Linked DNA regions of Mus musculus: region 2 is linked to region 1. Evidence: chromatin contacts called from public promoter capture Hi-C data. All regions are on one chromosome and are shown on one strand. Each heading gives the region's core, a stretch centred on a gene start, on an enhancer-like site or on the middle of the called end of the contact. The rest is flanking DNA. Distances are from core to core; before and after follow the strand shown. Region 1 overlaps Bhmt2 (betaine-homocysteine methyltransferase 2). Region 2 holds the start of AW495222 (expressed sequence AW495222).

What was found. Promoter capture Hi-C pulls out the DNA fragments that hold promoters and counts their contacts.
Region 2: a contact with region 1 is called in a promoter capture Hi-C map of liver, with 5 times the contacts expected there. The contact joins the promoter of AW495222 here to the enhancer-like site in region 1. A contact is called at or near these places in 6 of 39 promoter capture datasets (embryonic stem cells, hippocampal neurons, liver and 2 more), 1 of 15 datasets of contacts at CTCF or cohesin (embryonic stem cells), 15 of 484 Hi-C or Micro-C datasets (the HPC-7 cell line, embryonic stem cells, liver and 1 more), 6 of 115 datasets of contacts at active chromatin or transcription factors (embryonic stem cells, hepatocytes and liver) and 2 of 9 other capture datasets (adipose tissue and liver).

Annotation. Positions count from the first base shown.
Region 1 is chr13:93,652,555-93,656,393 of GRCm38.p6, forward strand. Bhmt2 (betaine-homocysteine methyltransferase 2) reads right to left here. Exons shown (of 8, transcript NM_022884.2): 8 at 3,543-3,839. Among named protein-coding and RNA genes, the nearest start is that of Bhmt, 17 kb to the left of the region's middle. Within about 2 kb of position 1,662, at least 7 of the 459 cell types and tissues checked have an H3K27ac peak or open chromatin away from gene starts, as enhancers often do. A contact at or near this core is called in hepatocytes and liver, where this site is marked.
Region 2 is chr13:93,717,201-93,721,039 of GRCm38.p6, forward strand. AW495222 (expressed sequence AW495222) reads right to left here and starts at 1,975. Exons shown (of 3, transcript NR_045086.2): 1 at 1,684-1,975. Dmgdh (dimethylglycine dehydrogenase precursor) reads left to right here. Exons shown (of 16, transcript NM_028772.3): 13 at 355-512; 14 at 3,359-3,418.

The sequences.
Region 1 (3,839 bases), core at 412-2,911:
AGAAAAACCAATCCTCATATTACTGGACTCTTATAGTCTATGAGAGTGTTTTGGATAGTCTTTCTGTACAGCCATTTCTTCTGCCTGAACAATGCTTTCATCTTTGCTTTTCCAACATTTTAAATGCTCTAAATTGGTTATCTAGCACTTCTGGAACAAGGTGAATACAGCAGGAAGTGCTGTGATAAGTTTCAGACTGTTTAGAGGGATAGTTTTGTTTTTGTCTTTTTAAAAAAGATTTATTTATTATTATATGTAAGTACACTGTAGCTGTCTTCAGACACCCAAGAAAAGAGCATCAGATCTCATTACATATGGTTGGTTGTGAGCCACCATGTGGTTGCTAGGATTTGAACTCAGGATCTTCGGAAGAGCAGTCAGTGCTCTTAACCCCTGAGCCTTCTCTCCAGCCCTATGGTTGCTTTTTTTTTTTTTTAATGGAGTGGAAATTCTTTTCCCTAATATGTTCTATTGTTATTTAAACTGTGATTCAATCAATATATAAGTTTTTCAGTCTTTCCACATAGAAAATCAATTCCTTAAGAATGTTTGTAGTCAGCCGGGCGTGGTGGCGCACACCTTTAATCCCAGTACTCAGGAGGCAGAGGCAGGTGGATTTCTGAGTTTGAGGCCAGCCTGGTCTACAAAGTGAGCTCCAGGACAGCCAGGGCTATACAGAGAAACCCTGTCTCAAAATACCAAAAAAAAAAAAAAAAAAAGGAAAGAAAAAAAAGACTGTTTGTAGTCAGGTGTGCTGATGCATATCTGTCATCTCAGGACTCAGGAAGCTAACTCAGAGGAATCAGTAGTTCAAGGTTGGCCAGGACTACACCATCGGGCACCGTCTCAAAACACTCCCTTTTCATTTAATTAGTGGATCTGAGGTGTAGCTCAAGAGTAGAGTGCCTGGTTAGCACCCAAAACACCCACACTTTACTGGTGTGTCTGCTTATCTCTTGGGAGTCTTATCAACTCTAGTGTCACTGACATCTTCGGCAAGGCCACCGAAACCCTATACTCCAAGTGAGAGCTGCATGTTTAACAATGTGAGATGACTTTTGTCCTATCAATAATGTTCCAACTACACATCATCAGACACAAAGTCCCGTAAGGCCAGCTTATCCAACAGTCTTCTTGACCTAATTTTCAGTGGCTCTGCCCTGGTTCATCGTGGGAGTACAAAGCACAGGCTGCTCAGACCAGTCTTCCTTGTTACCCTCCTCTTCCCCTGTTCCTTCTGGACAACTAAGCTTCATTTTCTTAGCATTGTCCCTTGTCGGGAGGTATTTCTGGGATGGTCCCATTCCAAACACTTCTGCAGCTGTCACAGCTGGAAAGCTGATGCATGGCCTTATACCTTCATAAGGTCTAAATGAGCTATTCTCTGCTATTTTGGGTCCCAACTGATTTTCCTCTTTTTATAGGGTGATGGACCTAGACTTAAAAACACATCTTCACCATCTACTGTACACCAGCCGATTTTTAGACTTGTTACAATGTTCCCATACCTAAAGCTACAGAACTAAATGAAAGGGCTGTGCAGACCCCAGAAGGGACAGCCCTTCCCCCACGTAGCCTCTCTACTCTCTCTTCTAATATTGCCATATGCTTCCGTCTTCACAGAACCTTAATGTATTCAGCAAGGCCACAATGGAGTGAGGGTTGAATCTCATGCACGGACACAGGCAGAGGCTTTGATCCATGGTGAGCCAGCACAAGGACAAGGGGACTCCAACCCTGCTCGAACACACACACACACACACACACACACACACACACACACACACACACGGCACAGTAAATGGACAGTGCATGTCTAGCATATGCCAGACATATGCCAGTTTTTTTTTGTTTTGGTTTTTTGAGACAGGGTTTCTCTGTATAGCCCTGGCTGTCCTGGAACTCACTTTGTAGACCAGGCTGGCCTCAAACTCAGAAATCTGCCTGCCTCTGCCTCCCGAGTGCTGGGATTAAAGGCGGGCACCACCACGTCCAGTAGGATTTATTTTTTTATTATTACTATTTATGTGTGTGAGCCTGAGTTAGTCTTTGTGCACCATATGTGTGTAAGAGCCTGAAGAGGCAAGAAGAGAGCATAGGATCCCCTGGGACTAGACTAACAGGCAGCCATAATCCACCCTGAGGGTGCTGGGAATCGAACTAAGGTCCTCTACCAACGTAGAGCAGGCTTTTAACTGCAGAGTCACCTCTCCAAGCTCTCTGAGGGCTATCTTTGAGTAGAAAGAGTTACTGGATGGAAAGGACAGTAGCCTGCTCTATGGATTTTCAAAGCCTAATGTTTGGACCAAGTGAATGTTGTAGTGAGCTGACTTCTGATTACTGTGAAGTTACTTTCTAAGAATGAGATGTGCCAGGGCTGGAGAGATGGCTCAGTGGTTAAGAGCACTGACTGCTCTTCCAGAGGTCCTGAGTTCAATTCCCAGTAACCACATGGTGGCTCCCAACCATCTGTAATAGAATCTGACGCCCTCTTCTGGTGTGTCTGAAGACAGCTAGTGTGTACTCATTAAAATAAATAGATGAGAGTCAGGCATCCTATCTGCGGCTTAGACTGGTCACCCTCAAGGACTCCAAGGCCCTGATATGATTATGGCTAATCACGGTCTAACTGCATCAGCTAGCATTCTGCCAGGTGGTACAGGTGAAAGAACCCCAGGTCATTAGCATTATTGAAACAGTGACATCAGCACTGAAGGATTGATTCAGTCTCAAGGAAGGTGATTAAAAAAAAGACCTTAAACTACATACTTTATATGTGGGGAGCGGGTGTGGCAGCAGTCCCAAAGGCGCCAGGGACTGCAGCTAAGTCATATGACTTGCACCTGACTTCCTCATATAAGACACAAACATCTTGAGTGCTGCGCAGGTGTACCAGGATACAGGTGAATCCAATTTGGTGGAGATTTGCCCCTGCTGCCCTGATTAGCTGACTGGCGAGGGGGCGTGGCCTGCAGTTCGTGGATGAGAGAGAGTATAAAAGGAGTGAGAGGCCCAGGGTTCGGGGGAGATATAAACAAGAAGAATCAGGACTGAATAAACTGCTGTTAGAAGGACTGGTGGTCGCGTCGTTCTTGCTGGTCGAGAGCAGGCGCGACAATACTCTTACACGCCGCGACCGGCCAGGAAGAACGCAACAAACCGGAATCTTCTGCGGCAAAAGCTTTATTGCTTACATCTTCAGGAGCAAGAGAGCAAGAGAGCAAGAGCTCTATTGCTTACATCTTTAGGAGCCAGAGCGCAAGAGAGCAAGAGCAAGAGCTCTATTGCTTACATCTTTAGGAGCCAGAGCGCAAGAGAGCAAGAGCAAGAGAGAGAATGATGAAACCCCGTCCCTTTTAAGGAGAATTATCCTCCGCCTAGGACGTGTCGCTCCCTGATTGGCTGCAGCCCATCGGCCGAGTTGTCGTCACGGGGAAGGCAGAGCACATGGAGTGGAGAACTACCCTTGGCACATGCGCAGATTATTTGTTTACCACTTAGAACACAGGATGTCAGCGCCATCTTGCAATGGCGAATGTGAGGGCGGCTTCCCACATTTATATTCTAGGAAGTACTTAAAGAGGGGAGTTTGAAGTAGTCTGATACAACAACATGATAAACATAAAAGCTAAAACATGACAAGCAACACACATTTGCTATCATTGTCCCAAAGAAATTGATGCCATTCAAGCTACTCAAATTTTTGAAAAGAAAAATTATCTTTAATCTTACTCATTGTTACACACTGCTACACTGAAGTGAAAAACAGAAAAGTGGGGCACAGTGTACAAAACAAACATGAACATAGAAAGTGCTAGAACAAGATGAACTTGCTCTCT
Region 2 (3,839 bases), core at 725-3,224, 65 kb after region 1:
TTCTGAGTGTCGGGATCACAGATGCCCTCCCATACCCAGACGAACCCTGTGAAAACATGTGTTAGTTGTTTACTACCGTTGCCCTGGAAACTTTGGAGGCTCGTATGGGGCCAGGGTCCGGGCTAAAAAGTGAATCTGACTGCTCTCTGTGCAGGAGTCTCTCTGTGCAGGAGTCAGGCTTACACACAAATGGTCACTGAACTGACTGCTCCTTGTGAGCTGTTCTTTTAAAGACCACCAAAGGTTGCTTTGTGCTGGTGGGGTTTTCTCCTACACGTGTTAGTTAATGGATGTGAGCGCAGGCCCTGCCAGCACCACTCTCATGCCTGTGTGGGCCCTGCCTGTGCATTTCAGGTGAGCTGGGCTGGGAGCTGTACCACAGACGAGAAGATTCTGCGACGCTTTATGAGCGCATCATGAGTGCCGGCCAGGAGGAGGGCATCGGCGACTTTGGAACTTACGCCCTGAACGCTTTGAGACTGGAGAAGGCTTTCCGAGCCTGGGGCTCCGAGGTTTGCATGCTAGCATCCTCACTAACGGATGCTTACCTTACTGTATCTAATGTTGGGAGACTAGTTTTCATAGCATTACTACTATCAGTTCCAGCTAGAAGAGAAATCAAATGCCATTAAATGACTTTGAGTAGGGAAAGAACTCCCCTGCCTCTCTGCTTTCCAGATGAGCACTGACTGGGTTTGGGGGTAACGTTTATTCTGCCTTAATTCCCCCTGCTTAGTGGTGAACCCCAGACATTTTCTGGCAGGCACACGCCAGAGGATCTGAGTATCACCTCTCACATCCTTGCTTTCCCTCTGTTACGTTTCATTTCCCTCTCACAATCATCCTTAGGCGAACTAATGTCCTTTTCTTTTGAGGGACAGGGACAGTGGTCCCGTGTGTGTGGGTCTAGTCTTCCCCACCAGTGGGAATCAAGAGCTTCTCTGTGTACAATTGTTAACCACTTACACAACATTTTTATATGCATTGATTCTGCTTTGCTTCTGTCTTAGTTTCCTTCCTGTTTCTGTGGGGGAAAAAAATACCCTGACAGAAGCGAATTCAGGGAGAAAGGGTTTCTTTCAGTTCACAGGTCCAGGTTACAGTCCTTCAGAGTGGGGAAGTCACAGTGACAGTGGCTTGAGAGAACTGGTCATGTCACATCCATAGTCTAAAATGATTGCAAGCCCCTGGACAGCTGCTAACTGGCTTCCTGCACTTTACCCAGGATCCCCTGCCCAGGGAATGTGGTGTCCACAATTATGAAGGGTCTTCCCACATTGACTGTTGTCATCAAGATAAAGCCCCTATGCGCGTTCCCAGAAGCCCTTGTTCTATGACTTAGCTTTACCACGACTCTTATTTTGCATACATTCACTGGGTTCATTGAGCCCCCAACATCCAGATTCCTGTGACCAGGGTCCTATTTACCTTGTGGGAGAAACAAAACCCTAACTTTTACAGAGAACTGACGTTTTAGGGGCCATTGTAAACATGAGCTTCCGAGTGGGGACTCTGGGGTTTAAATCTATCCTTTACTTAACTCTTGGCTGGCTGGCCTGCTCTCTTATAAAATGGAGTATTTATCCTAAAGAATCAGCGCAGACGTAGAGATGGTTAGTAATGAGCCGAACAAACACACTATACAGTTAATTTCTAGGTTAACCTGAGAGCTCAGGTACTTACCCTTGGGCCTTCTCATTGATGCAAGCTTGCAGGAAGCCGGTCCTGCCTGCTGCAGCGAACTCAAGTTTACAGCCAGGACTCAGGCAAGGCCAGCTGCCCTCAGAAAACAAAACAAATTTGTCCCCATGCTCAGGAAAAAGGACAGAGAAGCCACCCCTTGAGAGTTAAACATCGCTGTATTCTAGCCTCAATTTTTCTGATGTTTTTGGTTTTTTTGTTTTTCCTTCTGCTTCCTCTCCCTGGGCTCCATTTTAGGGTCCTCTTTCCCAACAGTGCCAGAGCGCCCTCTAGTGCAGAAACATCGGCGAAGTCGCTCTGTTTCCCTGAAAAAAAAAATCTCTAATTTTGGCAGACTGAAAAATAATTTCAGAGTAACTCAAACTAATTTAGGAAATATGAGAACACTTTTATGTGGTGTAAAGTAGTCTTACGTTTATCTAGTTTATGTCGACTCTTTGGGAGGTTAGAGCAGGCAGTTCTCATTCCCATAAAGAAATGAACAACAAAAAACCCGACTTCCAGAAAGGTCCTCTGCTCATTAACACTTAACTGAGTACATCGAGGTATTCTGTTCCCATTTCTATACATTTAGCAGTTCCTCCTGAGTTCATCTCTTTCATTTCCCCTCAGTTCTCATCGTATAAATTAGAATCTTCAAAAACCCCTTAAAAACAAAACAGTGATAAAAACCCCCTAACTTCATTCAGGTTTAGAACTAAATATTGGATTTCCCCTGAATTGATGCATCCTATCTCGAGTCAGCTAGTTCTGAGCTTTAATCCTCCCTTCCCGTTTTCTTTCTAGAACTCTGCAAAAGCCAGTGTTCTGTCACCTGCTTTCCCCTCTTTACCCCCATTCATGGCTAAATGCAAGCTAAGCAAAGTTACTTGTTACTTTTTTAAAAACACAATTATGTAATTAAAATTATTACATAACATACATGAGATTCTTGTTTGTGAAACACCATGTACTAGCCTTCAAATATTTATTAAGGTAAAAGATCGGAGGCCAGAGAGATGGCTCAGTGGTTAAGAGCACTGTGTGTGCTTCTCCTGCAGAGAAGCAGAGGTCAGTTCCCAGCATCCTCGATGGGCAGCCCCGTTACTTCAGTTCTGGGAGAGCACACCTGCACACACCCACACGCAGACATGAACACATACATGTACACGCAATGAAAACAGATAAATTCATTAACACCTTTAAAATAAAAGAGCAGTGGAAACCAACCCAATGTTCAGTCTCTGTGTTTGCCATATTTAAAAATAACAGCATTTGCCAAAGGCTTCATTTGAATGGAAAATACTGCTTCAGAGACTAGTCCATAATTGGTCTTTTAAAGAATCTTTACTCAAAAACCATCCAGTGTCCTTAATTCTGGGGAGACTAATATAAGAAAGTGATGTCTCTGTTTCTATCATTGTTATGCATCAGCTCAAGGTGGGAGCCAGTGTTTGCCAGTATTTGCTGAGTGAAGGTAATGGGTTTGTTTCTGTTTTAGTAATCTCTTCATCTCCCCTCGCCCTGTACTTGCTGGGAGTGGTGGTGAACTCCTTTAATCCCCTACCTGGAGGAAGAGGCAGGCAGATCTCTCTGAAGTCCTTTTAAGGACAGCGCAGTTCTTCAGTGAACCAAATTAGCAGGCTCACCTGGGATTCAAAACCTGTTTCCCTTCCAGATGAACTGTGACACAAACCCCTTGGAAGCTGGGCTGGAATATTTCGTGAAGCTGAATAAGGTATGTTTACGTTCCCCAGGGTGTATGAAATGAATGTGAAGGTGATGGCAGTGTTTTACGACAGAGCCACGCTTTCTTTAAAACTTAGCCAAGTGTGACTACAGAAGAAACGAGTTGAATATAAATACTAAACATGGCTTGATGCTCCGTGTGAATTATCCGCCGTAATTTGATCAGCTTCACTGTGGAAGAGCCTGGAGACGTAAGGCAGCAGAACTCAACTTCTTTAAGGGTTAAGACTTAAAACCCAAGGCGCTGGAGAGATGGCTCAGTGGTTAAAAGCACTGACTGCATTTTTCAGAGAACCTGGGTTCAAGTCCCAGCACCCACGTGGCACCTCACAATTATCTGTAATCCCAGTTCCAGGGCATCCCACACCCTCACACAGACATGCATGCAGGCAAAGCACCGATGCACATAA